2 separate regions of the Mus musculus genome follow, and region 2 is linked to region 1. A link is a contact called in public promoter capture Hi-C data. All regions are on one chromosome and are shown on one strand. The core of a region is the stretch at or near the end of the contact, and the rest is flanking DNA. Distances in the headings are between cores, read along the strand shown.

Region 1 (3,249 bases), core at 501-3,000:
TAGGACAAAAGGAGTTTCAAGTTTGCCTTGCTCTTAAGTTTACGGTGAGGATTAGTAGGGTAATATAAGTAAGAAGTTTAAATGAACAATAAAAGTGTGTGGTCAGAGCACCATGAATATCAACTTGTACATTTCATAGTTGAATGACACATGAACCCACAACTGGCTATTTGGGAAAACAACCTGAGAAAGTCAGTCTTTTTCACTAAACAAAACATTTACTCTACCAGATAGACTTGAAATAGGTAGGTAAAAATATGCACCGGCACATGTCTGTGACCCCAGCACTAGCAGGGTGGAGACAAGAGGATTCCTGGAGCTCACTGGCCAACTGATCTAGCAGATTCACTGGACCCCCAGGTCCACTGAGATGTGCTGTCTCCAAAATTTAAAGAATAAAACCTTTGAGGAAGATACCTGTGTTAACCACAGGTCCATACACACATGTACATACACACACACATAATGAAGTTAAAATCTAAAGAGATCAAGTGACAATTCAAAGTCATTGATTTTGGTTTTATGGGGGGGGGGGGTTGTGGAACTTGGGGTCTAGGAAGCAAAACTACAGCAGTGATCAACTGTATTAAAGCACTCTTTATGTGTCATGCACACAAATTACTTTCCTCACTGTGACATATTTTGTTTTCTTCATTCACCTGCAACTAAACCAACCCTTGTCTAAGGAAAATAGACATTGTCCAGTCTTAGATTCATGAGAAGTGTCTGGATTTAAATACAAGTCAGCGACATGGTTCTGCTTTGAGATGTACCTTTGTACCTTGTAAATACATTATATATTTTGGTAACAACGCTGGCTCAAACCAAAAGTGGGGAGAATAAAGCACAAGCAAGCAAGAGTTCAGGTTATTTTGTTTTAGGCAAAATATATTTAATCCAACCAATGGAGATAATAAGGTGCAGGAGTCTAGTAACTAACAACTACAAAGAATCAAACTCCTCTTGATTAACCACAGAGATTGCAAAACACTTAACTCTGAGAAAACAGAGGCGAAAGCCTGTGTGTCTGATGTCTCCATTTCATATTCACTGTGCCATTCATATATTTTGCTCATTCTGCTGCATTTCCTACGCATTTGTCCACTTCATTCATTCAGTTCTACTTCACAGTCAATTATTGGATATTGAGTACGACTATGTATGACAAGTCAGACGCTGACAACTCGAAAATGGGGCCTTTCATATCAGAAATGAAAGAACAGAACTAGGTAGAAAGTGAAAGAAACCACCAAAGCTCTCCCACCCCGTCCTGGTAAAGCCTCTTGCAAGTCAGTTGACTAGGGAAAATTCCAGATAGGGCCTTGAAGGAAGCTCCTAGGCAGTCCAGGGACGGTGCAAGAGACCTTGAAGAAGAGACAGGCACCAGCAATTTTGGTCTCTGCCTCTGGGTTTCAGTGTAACTGCAGGCAGTCTCGTCCTATGCAAGGGCACTCCAGCCCGATCAGGAAGCTCTCTGGCAGCCAGGCCGGCTGACCTCAGCCCACCCTCCCGCCTCTGGGGAGCAGCTGGTCACCCACAGCCTGGGGGGCACTCACCTGATCACGAGGCTCTGCGGAGCAGCAGCGGCCACAACACCCGGTGAGGCCTGCAGACCACAGGCACGTTCGGGGGCGGGACCAGGAAGGTCCTCAGAGCGCACTGGAGCCACAGGGCGGGCCTCCAGAGGCCTCAGGAACAGCCCGGAGCCCCAGTAGTCTGCAGGCCTGGCTTCTTTGTGTGCCAGGACAGCTGTGGAGCCCTCCCTGGCCGGTGGGCGGAGACAAAGGTGCAACCGTCAGCCAGGCCCGAGGCCTGGGCTTTAACTGAGACTGTGGCTGGCTGGACCCGACCCTGAAAGGTCTCCTTGAGCCTGACTTAAGGCAAGTAGGGTCCCCAAGGCCTGGCTTCAAGAGACTTTGTTGGAACCGTCAAACTCCTTCCCAACAAAAGCAACTCAACAGTTATTTTGTTCATGTTATCAATCACCCAGTAGCTAGGGAGGATGGATATGCGGGAAGATGGCCCAGGACTTTGAGGCTTAGCAAGGGCTACAGAATAAATGAGACCCTGTCTCAAAAACAAAATGAAGCACCAGGTTATTTTCTCCCTTCCTTAATAGTTGAAAGACTGTAAGAAAGGAGGTGATCATGAAGGCAGGGGTCATGATCTAAAACTAGGAGATCAGAAAGTCATTTTCAGTCTAGGCATTGTATCAGGGAAAGAGCAATGCTATACTACTCTTGTAGTACATGTGCGCATATTTTTGGCCCATTTATCTATCTGTCTATCTATCTATCTATCTATCTATCTATTCATTCATTCACTTTACATCCTGATCACAGTAGCCCCTCTGCTTTCAGCTCCCCCTTCCCACAGCCCCTGTTTTATCCTCTGCCCCCTTCTCCTCTGAGAAAAGGAAGGACCCCCTTGTGAACCAGTATACCCTGACACATCAAGTCACTGCATGACTTCAGTAGTTTGGGGACCTGCATAAAGTCCAAACTGCAACATGTGCACATGTTTTTAATGTTTTATGTTTTGATAAGTCCAAATTTCTTTACTTAGCCAGACTCTTATCAAAGTTATCTTTGTAAAATACTTTCCAGTTCCTGTCTCTCCTCTTAAAACACACACACACACACAGACATACACACACACAAAACCAAGGAAAAACTTAGGCATGCTGATCCATGTATGTGTTATCTCAAAACACAGAAAATAGAGGCAGGGATATTTTGAGTTTCAGGCTAACCTGGGCTACATAGGTAGATGCTAAGAAAAAGAAAACTCACATACTTAAAAAACAGGAAAGAAAAAATTAAGCATATACAAAGAAAATCATTTTGAGTCCTTTCACCTATGTACAATATAACAATCCCTCTAAACTTTGACTAGTCGCGTTGCCTTTCACAAAATATCACTTCTGTGAGGTATTCAAGGGTCTTTTCAACATGGTCCTAGCTGGCCTTTCCACAAATGGTCCCTGGGGAGTCATATCTAGTCCCAATGATTTACATTTCTCTGAAACTATCTTTGATGAAGAATAGGTTGGATTATTTCCAATCTCCTACAACAGGCTAATTTTGTAAAATGAAATTAATAATCTAGCAAAGGTAACTGAAAAGCTATAAAATGACAGACTCTAGTTTTGTGGAAAAACAAACCTACAGGTTTGCAACAAGTGAAATATCACCTTTTTGACGCTTCTAGCTGCTTACACTCGACTTCTGTGTTTAGCTCATCGTGCAC
Region 2 (3,249 bases), core at 400-2,899, 1.0 Mb before region 1:
CAGTTCAGTGGGTAAAGGCACTTGCCAAGAAGCCTGAGTACTGGAGTTCAATCCCCAAGATCCACTCTGTGGAAGGAAAACCAACCCCAGTAAGTTCTCCTCTGACTTCTGCATGCATGCCACGGCACAAGATCTCTCCAACAAATATACACAGAACAAAATATTACAGAGAAATCACAACACAGGATACAGAAGTAAAACACTAAGGCCTAACAAAAATGGAATAGCTTTCGCATTTCCACATGTGGTCCAGCAAACTGCGGCTTGAAATCTCCTCTCAACCTTCTTCAGCATTTTAATCTGTCACCTCTTTATGCTTTATTAAAAAACAAAAAAGTCTTCCACATCCTTTGACTGTACTATAGACTACTTTGCTGTACTTGCCTTATGTTTTTCTCGGGGCCATATATCCCGAAGGCGTATTAGATCGCCAGCTCCCTTTTGCCCAGTTCCTGTACCAGCAACCCAATGGCCACACTCACCAGGATAAGACAGGGTAACCATTTCCCTTTAACATTTCCAACTAAGATGAGTATGGCTTGATCTGAACACCTGTAATCCTCTTTAAGCCAGTTTTTAGGTCACCCCTATCTTCCGTGACGGTCTCAGGTCTCAACGTGGCTTGAGATAGACATCTCTCTCTACCGGGCAGTCTTTTCAGAACTTCCCAACGTCACTGTAAGGTCCCATTAACCTCCACATGCAGCCTACTTTCTTTCACAGGCCTCTAGGAAGGATCTGCTTTTGGGGAAACCAAGGTTCTCATATGATGGCTGTAAGTTTGGTCACTTTTATTTATACCTACCCCTGGAGTTAATTTCCATTCAGGAAAACGCGACTTTCCTACTGGTTCTTACACTTTCCGACTTCCCCCTTCTCAAGGAACGTGTTCACCTACCACCTCGACCTGAGCTCTCGCTTCCCTTGACCACCGGGCTCCTCGCCACTACTCACTTTGGGCTTTTCAGGAAGCTTCTTCCGGTTCTTCTTCTTTTGCTCCTCGCTTCTGAGATTCTTCAGCTGGGCTAGGTCGTCGGGGGCCGGAGTCGGCGGGGCCGCCTCCTCCCGTTTGCGGGGCGGGCTCCTTCGCTTCTTGCGGGCGCCGGCGCAAGCCGCGGCCCAGCCGTAACCTAGAAGGAAGAGCAGGAGCAGCCCGAGAGCGCCGGTGCCCACCAGGATCACCCAGCCCGGGTACCGCTTCGGCTCTAGCCCCAGGTCGAGGCCCAACTCCGTGCGCAGAAAACCTAGGCCGACCGAGAGCAACTCCCGCAGCCGGGCAGAGCCCTCCTCGGCCTGCTGGGCCAGCTCGTCCTGCCAGCTTCGTGCAGCCATCTTCCCTCCCGTCAGAGAGACTCGCGGGATGACGCCGGGGAGCGGAGCCGCCGCTGGAACAGTCGTGGGAGGCGACAGGGCCGCGACACCTCAGGCCGAGCGCATCGCGGCCAACCCTCACGCCGGAGTAGGGGATAGAGGGCCGCCGCCGCCACGGGGAGAGCCAAAGGTTCCCAGTCTCCGCAGCCGGCCTCACGCCGCCGCCACCAGGAGGACACGGGGCGGCGGGGACAGAGTGTCTCCAGAGGCGGCCGCTAAGCGGCGTCGGGGCGCCAGCGCCAGGACCCGCTGTCCTCCCCCGGCGGAACAATGGCGGCTCCGGCCGCGATCCACGCTGCGCGCGGAGGCCGGTCGGGTCACGTGGAGGCTGTGGGCGGGGCATGCGTCACATGGGGCGATGGGCGGGGCCGGGCGGACTCTAGTCTTGGAGTGGGGTCTCCTTGAGCTGTGTGGGTTTGGAGGCTTGGGGCGACTCGGAGCTTGCGAAGCGGGAGCTAGAAATCTGACGGTGGAACTCCTTCAGGCTCGGGCTTTCTGGATGCTGAGAGGGATTCAGGTGTGAGGCCTGCGCACGAGCAAGGCGGCCAAACCCATCGGAGTATGAGCAGGCTTTCCGCTCTCTTTCCTGCAGTGGTGGTGCAGTGGACCGGCTTTTTCTCCCTAGGTCAGGGGCCAGTTGGATGCTTCCAGAGGGAGCTCGGTGGACTCTGAGGCAGCGAGCACGTGTAATTCACATCCGAGTATTTCTTCGGGGCGGACTAGCATATTAACGTTTGCCAACGTTTGCGTCTGTTCTGTCGTTCACTCCTGCTGTCTGTTGTCAGGCTCCAGATTTAAAAAGTCGGCAAACCCGTGGGAGGCACTATTATTTTTCTACTGATTTGTAGCCTTAATAGGAAATATTGAGAGGAAGCCCTTAGACTGTATTTATATGCAAGAGAAGCATATTATTTTAAGCTTTTATACAACCCCAAAAGAATTGCAATTTTTGAATGCTTGTGTTGTCCAACAGTCAAATGTAGCATTAGAAGGAAACTAGGTGGGTTGGGGAATGTCGCTCAGCAATAGAACATGCTTACTGAACATATGCAAGGCTCTGGCGTCGATTCCTAGCACCAAAAATAAAGAGCTGAGGCGCTTCTTCCCTTCTTAATTTTAAAAATGCTTGAGGACTACCCTACTATTTGTATTTTGACTTTGCGGTAAGGAAACAGTGTCTATAATTAAATGTTAATTAGCATGTAAGCAGCTGAAGTAAATACAAACTAAAAACCTATTCATGTATTTTGACCCATCAGTATTGTAATGAGTCTTGTGATTAATGGGTGGAATAGAGTTTTATACGTAATAAGCTACTCTTGCTAAGCTTTTTTGCAGACTTATAATTAAGGGCTAAGTTATAAAGGCCAGAACCTTAAAATGAGATCTGCATGACCTCTAAAATTAACAAATTCCATTCATATTTTTGGAATAAGATTTATAACCCCACCTATTTGGGTTGGTCATAGTTTTTCTAAGAAGTTCTACTGATCGTTTTAGATCATCACCTGTGGATTTATGAATTAGAGAATTACAGAAATTGTAGGTTAGCATACTAGTCCCTTTGACAGTCTAGCAAGTAAATGATTTAGTAAGATCAGGTCATCTTGTAGTTTTTTTTTTTTTTTTTTTTTTCCACTTGCTGTATTTGGTATCAGGGACATACTTGTCATTATATCTCGCCCTCCTTCTCTCACTCCCTCCTCTTTGTGTATGCACATGTATATGCACTTCGTTTTTGTATTCATGCTGGGGATTAAACCCAGATCCTTAAGCATGGTAGGCAAACGCTCTCCCACTGAACTATGTCTTTATCCCACCATGCACTTATATTTTAAAAACAAAAAAGTAGGGTCACAACCAACTGGTTTGCATTCA

What was found. Capture Hi-C pulls out chosen DNA fragments and counts their contacts.
Region 2: a promoter capture Hi-C map of adipose tissue shows a contact between it and region 1. The contact joins the promoter of Mtdh here to the promoter of Cpq in region 1. A contact is called at or near these places in 1 of 115 datasets of contacts at active chromatin or transcription factors (astrocytes) and 1 of 9 other capture datasets (adipose tissue).

Annotation. Positions count from the first base shown.
Region 1 is chr15:33,081,630-33,084,878 of GRCm38.p6, reverse strand. It overlaps Cpq (carboxypeptidase Q), which reads right to left and starts at 1,750. Exons shown (of 8, transcript NM_176073.4): 1 at 1,557-1,750.
Region 2 is chr15:34,081,119-34,084,367 of GRCm38.p6, reverse strand. It overlaps Mtdh (metadherin), which reads right to left and starts at 1,649. Exons shown (of 12, transcript NM_026002.5): 1 at 955-1,649. The coding sequence starts at 1,332. Gm41291 reads left to right here and starts at 1,142. Exons shown (of 1, transcript XM_011245387.3): 1 at 1,142-2,626. The coding sequence starts at 1,361. The coding sequence ends at 1,894.